Linked DNA regions of Rattus norvegicus: region 2 is linked to region 1. A link is a contact called in public HiChIP or PLAC-seq data. All regions are on one chromosome and are shown on one strand. Each heading gives the region's core, a stretch centred on a gene start, on an enhancer-like site or on the middle of the called end of the contact. The rest is flanking DNA. Distances are from core to core; before and after follow the strand shown.

The links. HiChIP or PLAC-seq counts read pairs in DNA pulled down with a chosen protein or histone mark.
Region 2: an H3K27ac HiChIP or PLAC-seq map of oligodendrocytes shows a contact between it and region 1, with 4 times the contacts expected there. The contact joins two enhancer-like sites. A contact is called at or near these places in 1 of 12 Hi-C or Micro-C datasets (frontal cortex) and 1 of 1 datasets of contacts at active chromatin or transcription factors (oligodendrocytes).

What each region holds. Positions count from the first base shown.
Region 1 is chr2:15,864,001-15,868,180 of GRCr8, reverse strand. It overlaps Mef2c (myocyte enhancer factor 2C), which reads right to left. Exons shown (of 11, transcript NM_001399397.1): 11 at 1-1,343. The coding sequence ends at 1,022. The region is part of intron 1 of LOC103691412 (a long non-coding RNA gene); the gene reads left to right. Among named protein-coding and RNA genes, the nearest start is that of Mir9-2hg, 56 kb to the left of the region's middle. Within about 2 kb of position 2,345, at least 14 of the 93 cell types and tissues checked have an H3K27ac peak or open chromatin away from gene starts, as enhancers often do.
Region 2 is chr2:16,279,015-16,283,735 of GRCr8, reverse strand. The region is part of intron 1 of LOC108349917 (a long non-coding RNA gene); the gene reads left to right. Among named protein-coding and RNA genes, the nearest start is that of Tmem161b, 170 kb to the left of the region's middle. Within about 2 kb of position 1,990, at least 28 of the 93 cell types and tissues checked have an H3K27ac peak or open chromatin away from gene starts, as enhancers often do.

The sequences.
Region 1 (4,180 bases), core at 1,096-3,595:
ATAATATTATATATATTAGAAAGCTATACACAAGCATGTTAATTTCACAGATTTTTAAAAGATTCTTAATATTTTATATAATTAGAAATACACATTTCAAAAACAAAACTTCTACAAAGAGAAAACAGTTATGTTGGTTAGCAAAGCATGGAGTTCCTCATGGCTTAGGGTAGTGCTTTCTATACAAAAAGTCCTTGGTGGGGTTTACAGGACTGTTTAAAATAGTAGCGAAGCTATTGAGGGGAAAAACACATTTTGGCTTAAGTAAACTACAAAAAGCCACAAATGCTTTGCAAACTCTTTCTTACCTTTTATATGAAAATAAGCAAAATGTAATGTACATATTTTTATATTTTTATTTAATAAGAGATGCAGACCCAGATTTATTTATTTAATTAAATACGTTAGCTCTCAAACACCACACTTTTTTTTCCTTTTCTTTTAAAGTGGGTATGGTCCTCTTTGAATGGTTTCTGATCCTTTTGCATGAGTGCCATACGCCAATGATATATGCCTGCAGGTTTGTGAGCGTGCTCAGATGTTAGGTGACCGGCATGTTCCTAACATTAACCAGTGGCCACCCCTTGCCGGGTCTGTCCGAACGTCTATACATTTTTCTATATGTTGCATAACAGCTGCTCTCTCTTTCAGTAAAGATCTGCCGCTTTTGGCAAATGTTTCCTTTTGTCTATTTACATGTAAATAACGTTGAACCTGCAACATGACACTATCTATTGTAACATACATTTTGCAAAGGGTCACAACAGTGAAAAGAAGTTAGCCTTAAAATCTATTTTGTACAAGTGTTCTGTTGTACAACTCAAGTGCTAAGCGTATCTCAGCATTTCTGTTTATCTTTATACTGTATCACTGAGGCAATTTAAAAGTACTTTTACAAAACAGAGTACCTGACTTTTTTTTCCACACACGGCACATATAATGCATATCGACCCCCCTTCCCCATTAAGGTATAGCACACACACACACTGCAAGAAAAAAAAACTATTAAGTAATAATGTGATCATGTTGCCCATCCTTCAGAGAGCCGCATGCGCTTGACTGAGGGACTTTCCCTTTCGTCCGGCGAAGGTCTGGTGAGTCCAATGGGGGAGTGGAATTCGTTCCGGTGATCCTCCCGGTCGCTCCCATCGTAGGAACTGCTACAGCTGCTCAGGCTGTCAACAGGAGATCTCCCCGCCTCGTGGCGCGTGTGTTGTGGGTATCTCGATGGGGTGGTGGTACGGTCTCTAGGAGGAGAAACAGGTTCTGACTTGATGTTGAGGCTTTGAGTAGAAGGCAGGGAGAGATTTGAACTCTGAGATAAATGAGTGCTAGTGCAAGCTCTGTAGGAGGAAAGGAAACCCAGTTACAGATGGAGGAGGCCTGCAGGCCCCAGGAACTCACATTACAAACATAGCAGCTTAAAAGACTTGCATAGACTCTAGTGCGTGCCCACAATGAGAGTGCAGCTAGGCACTGCGGGGCGGCACCGCCTAGAGCCACGGAGAATGCTCCTGCCTGGGGGTAAATACACCACTTAACTGGCCCAGGCCTCGGGGATCATCTCCAGCTTCTAAAATACTCTGTAACTGTATAGATTACCCTTTCATAAAGGATTAAGACACGGTACAAAAGGTACAAAAGTCATTCTGCGTTCATGGAATTTCCCCCTATACTAGTTCCGTTCTTTTCTGAACCTTGGGAGACAGTGTTTGACTTTGAATGGCACTCTCTTGGTTTATCAGTGTCTGTGTATTTGAGATTATTTTTAAAAAACCCATTATTGATAAGAATTTCTCTCTAACTGATATGCCCATATAACTGGAGATATATATTACTAAGGGAAAACGAACAGTAAGAATCTCAAATGAACAGCACACATCAAACGCCGTATAATTATATATAACTGATGTCAGGCTTGGGGGGGGGGAAGGAGGGAGAAAGACTGAATATTATATGCAGAAAATTTAAAAACTGTTTCAAAAATCATCTCCCTAAAACTGATACCTAACTGGACTTTATCATTTGCAGCTGTCTAGAATGAAAATCCTGTCTGTAGTTCCCAATTCCTTTAATCTTAACAGGGCTAAGCAGCAGTGACGATGGTTGCTTAAGGTAACGCTTGTCTTACTTATAATAATGTTAACGGCGAATCTGTTGTTTGTGAAGGAAAGCATGTGGAGAAGAAGGAGGAGTGAGCCATCACTATGGCTCTAATCATCACTGATTTGCAGACAGTGCATTCTGGGAGACTCTGGACAACAGTTAGCCTCAGAGAAAAGCTTTAAGTCTTAAGTGTGGACTGGGGATTGATGACTGAGCAGGCCGAACCGTGCTCACTCTGCTGGCATCAGCATTACGATTTTTGTTTGTTTCTCTGTTTTGCTTTGTTCTTGCTTCATGACATGCACATCCAGAGTCAATCTGATCCAGCTACACCATCAAGAAGGTACTGCAGTCTCTTTAATTGCGGGATACTCGCGGAAAATAATTATATGTACAGAGACACCGGTTTTAAACAAAAGGAAGCAAGCCTACCTATTAATGCATGCAAGTATGCTGCTCCCTGACGGAGAGAACTACGTGTGGGCTAGTGTCTTTCTGAACAGTGAGTGCATTTCAGAGACTGCAGTGGGATAACGTGGGGCTGGCCTTTGGGGGATGTGACACAGGGTTAAGATGTACAGAGATAGAAAATTAGTCAGAAACGAATTTATCTTTGAGTAATGTTTTATACAAAAGCACCACCTACTGGCAAGGGATGACTTTCCCCTTCTTATTAGTAAATGAGCTAACATGGAGGACATTATCAAGGGGGCTCTTTGCTGCTTTAATGAGCCCTTCTGGTTTAGGCAGTCTGCACATTCAGATACAGATGCCAATCCCAGTGCACACAGTTTTCAATCTCTGTCTATCCGTGGAACTACTTATCTGAAGCTTATTATTTTAGTCTATATTAGTTCTCTGATTTTCTAAGACTTTTAATTAAATTGTCTTTAAATCAAAGCCGTATTAAGGTGGGAGACAGGAAAACACCTGTATTTCAAAGGCTCCATAATAGTGGACTATTTTATACTGGTTCAAAGTTACTTCACAATTCATTTTGATGTTTGAGGAAATCATCTTTTGACTTCTGGAAGAGTTTTCCTGCTCTGGGTAAGAAAAGCCATTTCACTAACATTTAACTAAATGCTTCTGCCGTGGATCACACCAGCGCTTAATAATGAATGCCAATAAGGAGCTTCGAAGTGACACAGCTTATCAATAAATACTTTTCTTCACTCTGGGACATTCAGCTTACACTCCTCTAAACACAACAGAGTGGGAACCTCCTAAAAATTCAGTGAGTTGGGTTCCATAGGTAACTCGTCTATATAAATTAAGTTGAAAGTAATAAGAATGAGATGATGTGTCTTTGATGTCATCACAACCTCTCCTTTGTCCCCGTTCCCAATATCAGTGGCCACGCAGAAGTTTCACAGTGTCTTGCTCCCCACAAAAAAAGGAGTGTCTATTTGTTGGTAATTCTTTACCATGACTGAACACCTTCTCTGGTGGCGGGATTTCATTTACACTTTAACACAGACTTATTCTGAGCTGGGTAGCTAGTGGAACTAAGTCTGCAGCCCAGAGCTCTACATGGTGTCTTCATCTCAAATTCACTTCACTGTGGCACGGACTGCAACAGATTGGCCATCTCTGCTACCGGAGCTACTTTCTTGCCAAGAGTAGGCAGCATTAATATCACTTAACTGTAATACGGTAGCTTGTTCTCGTGAACGAAATACAGCCACAGATAATTGTGAGACTTGAGACTACAGGTGCGAGTGAGAATGAGGTAGGGGGAGGGCGGTCCAGGCACGTCGGTACCTTGTCACGTCCTCTGAGGTACTTCTGACCCCGCTATGTAGCGTTTTAATCTGAGAGAGCTACCCTTCCTTCAGATTGCTCAGAGATAAAATGTGGATAGCTTTATTTAAGTTCCTCTCACTCTGCCACCCCAATAAAATTAGGTTTTCTTACTCTATTTAGCTTTCCCCTCCCTGTGAGGCAGTCTCATTACATATGCCAGCCTGGGCTCAAATGTTTCATCCTCCTGTCTCAGCCTTCTAAGTGCTGGGTTATAGGTGTGCATGTATCACTCAGCCTAATTTTTTTAAAAAAAGATTCATTTGTTTTT
Region 2 (4,721 bases), core at 741-3,240, 420 kb before region 1:
ATGCACAGGCTTCTGATACTAAGGGCATCCTGGACATACACCTTGTCCCCTTCCTCTTGGCCTCATTTGCCCTGAAGAATGAATATATTCATCCCTAAAGTTGCTGCTTCAAAGTGACCAGTGAGATGCTAACAGGTCAGCTGGCTGTCCTGTCGGACAGAGGGTTCATAAATCAGAGAAGGGTTGGTATGGTTGAAAGACGAAGGTAGTCCAGCCTGAGGGGAGCGCCCTGTAAATCTCTCCAGGAGCTTTTTTCCTGGTAGGGCTAAGGGTGGGGGTTGGAGTTGGGGTGGCCATGGCTTGGCTGTTATTCATGCCCTGGCCCTCCTGCAGTGGGTGCTAACTTCTTGTGCATGAGAGCTGCCTCCACCCTTCCCAAACATCGGCTGCTTGGAAAAGTCAAGCACGGCTGAGCTCTGATTTTCATTTAATAGTCAAAACCAAGATGCATTTGGACTATGATGATAGGACAGCTCCCTTGAAAAGATTATTTGAACTACAAAGGCATTCATTTAGGGCTAGCGATGTTGCAAAAGGGCCTGCTAGAAATTAGCAGCCTGTCCTGGCATTTGGAGAGCAAGAGTGACAACTTACTGGAAGTTCTCAAGAAATCATTTAGATTTCACACTCCACTAGGCAGCTGATTTGAGATTGTCTGTTAGCATAACAAAGGCTCTGAGCCTGTGAACTTCAGAAACCTTTCGACCTCTTAGCTGCTGGCATGAATAGCCCCCAGTCCTGCCTATAGAGATCTCCCAAAGCTCCCCTGTTCGTGGCTAAATTGTTAATCAGGGTAATTTAATATAGTTTTCAATATGCCTCATCTCTTATTGGGAAAGGTATTCACAGCTTCCCTACCCCTGAAAAAAAAAGTTCTTTTATTCGAGTGTGAGAGGGGCAGCTGCAGACAGACCCCCGGCTCTTACTTCACCCCCCCCCCCCCCATCCCACTCCTTCTTCCCAGCCACGGCGGCATTCTGAGTAGCAACCACATGGAAAGGCCAGAAAGAGAACTGGGTTGACATTCCCTGTGGGTGCACTCCACCCTGAACCTGAAACTCAGGGCTGTTTATGCTGGGAGACAACTAAACAAAAACCTCATGCTCAGTCATAACTAAAACCTTAGAGCGAACACACACACACACACACACACACACACACACACACACACACACACACCCTGTTCTCCACCTCCCTTGCCCCTCCCCCTTCATCCCTCAGCTCAGCTGCTCTCCTGGCCCTGACAAAATGCACCAGACCCCAAGGCCTGCTCATTTTCATTTTGTCTGAGGCAGAGGCAGCCTGCCCACTCCTTTGCACAGCTATACTCGGCCTGTCCCCTGCATCTACTCTCAGTGTAGCTCCCTTGCAGCGTCAATTCACATGCACATTAGTTAGCTGAAGAGCAGGAGCACAAATATATTCATTTTAATCCAGTTAAGACCTAAGAGGTCTCATAGGATATTATTCAATAGTTTGAAAACCAAGTATAAAACTCAGATTTCGCTACAGCGTTTCATCTGAGAGAGGCCTACAGTATGCCTTTCTTTGCTTCCCACCAGTGCATGCTCAAGAAATAAAGTGAATAATAAAACAATTACAAGCAAAGAACCAGCTGCAGGTGGAGGTTCTGTTAAAATATTGTATTGTTGACTCTGTTAATTACCATACTTCTAGTGCCCGTGTGTAAATTCAGAATGAGAATTTTATATATGAGAGGGAAAAAAATATGAAGTCTTTCTTTCTTTCTTTCTTTCTTTCTTTCTTTCTTTCTTTTTTGATTAAAAACAGAACAATATATCTCTTAATCATATAGTTAACCTTCCGTTCCCACATGAGAATTTTAGGCCATTTCTAAACTGTATTTGGGTACCCTGATGCTGTAACTGTAGTTTTCTTTGGGGTTGTCTTTGTGTGTGCTGACGCCTTGTGCCTTGAGGTCTTCTTGCCTGTGTCAGGCTATGGTAGGTGTGTTTTGCCTCTTGGCCTCCTGAAGTTCAGCCAGCATCTAGATCCCAAAGTATTTTCTTTGGTATCTTTCTAGATTAGTGTGGTTCCTGATGCAGTTAGACTTGCTTCACTCACTTGGGATCCTAATCTGCTATCACCAAAGTGCTAGAAAGCAGGGAGACAATTCTCTTTATTGCACCAGGGAAAGATTAGTCAAGTGCCCAAACAGAAAAACACATCAGACCCACTCTCAGGTGCGCAGACCCACTTGACAGCCAAGCTTCTTTCCCAAGCTCCTTTTTCTGGGTATTAAAAAATGACTATAAAAATGAGCTTCTTAACTGATGTAAACATCTTAACAGTGTCCATAGATAACAACATAATTGGACACAGTTAGATTATGAACAATCTCCAACTCTGTATTTTCCTGGGGGTTGGGGGGTCTGACAGTTTTAATTTCAGTGCTATAGAAGTTTTTACATTATAAACATTTTAATCAATAATCTATGCATTGTTCATCTTAATGCTGTGCATTTTATTTTATTCTTTAAGTAATGATTTTCATTTTCTTCTTGATGTCTTAAACTAGAATATTTTAAAATATAAATTGTTAGCTATTACAAACAAGTAGATAGGAATTGCTGATTTCTCTTCTAAAATTCCAAAGACATAAAATCATTCATTCACAAGTTCACAGAAATGTAACTTTCATGAGCTGTTTAGAGAGAAAGAACATACAGTGGCTTTAAACTCAAGAAAGGAAAAAAAAAACCACACAATTGATATTTTTCAGTGCTTTTGCTTAACCCAGCTTTCATTAGCCTTTTCCTCATTAGAATTTATGATCCATGTCCTTCTCTATACTTCCACAGCTCTGACTTCTGTTAAATTTTGTAACAGAGGTTAATGAGTACAAAGGAATAGAAGGCCTGTTTGCTTTCATCTATGATGCTCAATATTTTAAGGTTGTTTGTATTTGCATTTAAATTTTTCTGTAATTTTAAATTATTAAAATTCAGTGAAATTAATTGCATATGAGTTATCTGAAAGAGGGATAGTTTTAAAAAAAGAAATTAAACAGTGTAATTCTGCTGAATTGTAATGTTTTCCTGGGCCTGGGACATCTAATGTCCTCTCCAGCATTGCATAGTTTGGGTTTCATATTTGTGGAAGACGAAGGATTGGGGGGGGGGAGAAGGATGTGTTTTTGGAATGGTGTTTGACAAGGGGAATGAACGCAGACACCAGAACAATTATATTACAATCCCATTGGGAATGCCAGCACCAAATTTAGCCAGACTGATGGGGCACTGTCTAGACGGTCCCTTTTGTGTATCAGCTGCTTTCTCCCTGCTTTATTGCGTTGCCTCAATGTGTGAGTTGAACGTACATATGGATCCCAAGCCTAGCCATTCGTGCTATTAAACCTGCTGTCATTTGGCTAACACTCAAGGGCTATGTGTTCCTATTGCATTCCCTTTACAGTATTTGTAATTAAAATGCAGCTTCCACATTAGTGGCGTAACAAAGGCCATGCAACAATGTAGAAGGCGCCTAGACTGTTTCTTTATATGAAAATATTAACTAGGTAAACATTTTTGTCTTCCCAAACATGTCCGCCTCTTTTCCACTGAAAGGAAAGAAAGCCAGAACAATAAGAAATAAAACAATGAGTGGAATGAGCCAGAGTACATATAAATTACCACCTTTCCTTTTGAAAAGGGCAAAGGAGAAAAAGAATGTGTATTAAATGTTTACAGTGTAATTAACTGCAGTGTGTGTGTGTGTGTGTGTGTGTGTGTGTGTGTGCGAGTGCGTGTGTATAGAAGGTTACCCCCACTTTATTTGGTAAATCAAGTGGAGCCCAGCAATCAGGGATCATATGGAGTCTCATAAATAGATTCCCAAACTCTTCTTAATATACAGTTCCACGCTGCTGTCCTGTTGTTGGGCAGATAGAAAATCTCACTTCTGGGCAACTGTCAGGATTCTGTTTCGTTTGCCAAGCTAATGCAGAGGGGATAAGGCTTCCCACACAAACCAGCCATTGTTCACAGGAGTAGGGATGCGCCCCTAAACAGGGTGCAAACTTCATGGGTGATGGTGCTGAGAATTTGAAATGAACACAAATTAATTATTGCAATTAGAGAGTGAGAAACAGCAGAACTCATTAATGCTAGTGAAATTAGGTATGAGATCACCCCTTTTATTATAAGATTTATTAGCAAATTTTGCCTACAGTTACCAAGAATTGAAAAGCTTGAGAAATTGAAATTGCACAAAATTTAAGTCATTTTAAGTAAAATCGTTGCCCCATATGGGGAACCCAAAGAACTCACTGTTTGAGGAGAGATGAGAGACAAGAGGACGATTCATAACAAAGGTAACTTTAGTTAAGTACAGATGCAGAATTACATGTGCTGAAATTGATTCCGCTTAACAGAAACAAAAGTGGTAGAAGTTTTTCTCTGAAGAGGAGAAACAAAATTAAAGTTAATGATACAAAAATATGTTTAACCCTTACAACTAAGTCATGGGATTTAGATTTAAAAATAGTGATTTTCAAGTATTTTTTTTGCAAGAAGTTAATAACTGTCATCTACTATGGGCAAAAAAGAGTTTATCTTTTGTGAATTAGATGTTGATGAGAGACAGAGAGAGAGAGAGAGAGAGAGAGAGAGAGAGCGCAAAATAAATTCTAATTTTATTAATAAGACACAAAAGGAGAGGAGTGATCTGATTTCTGGTTTTTGGTGGTGGTAGTGGGGTTT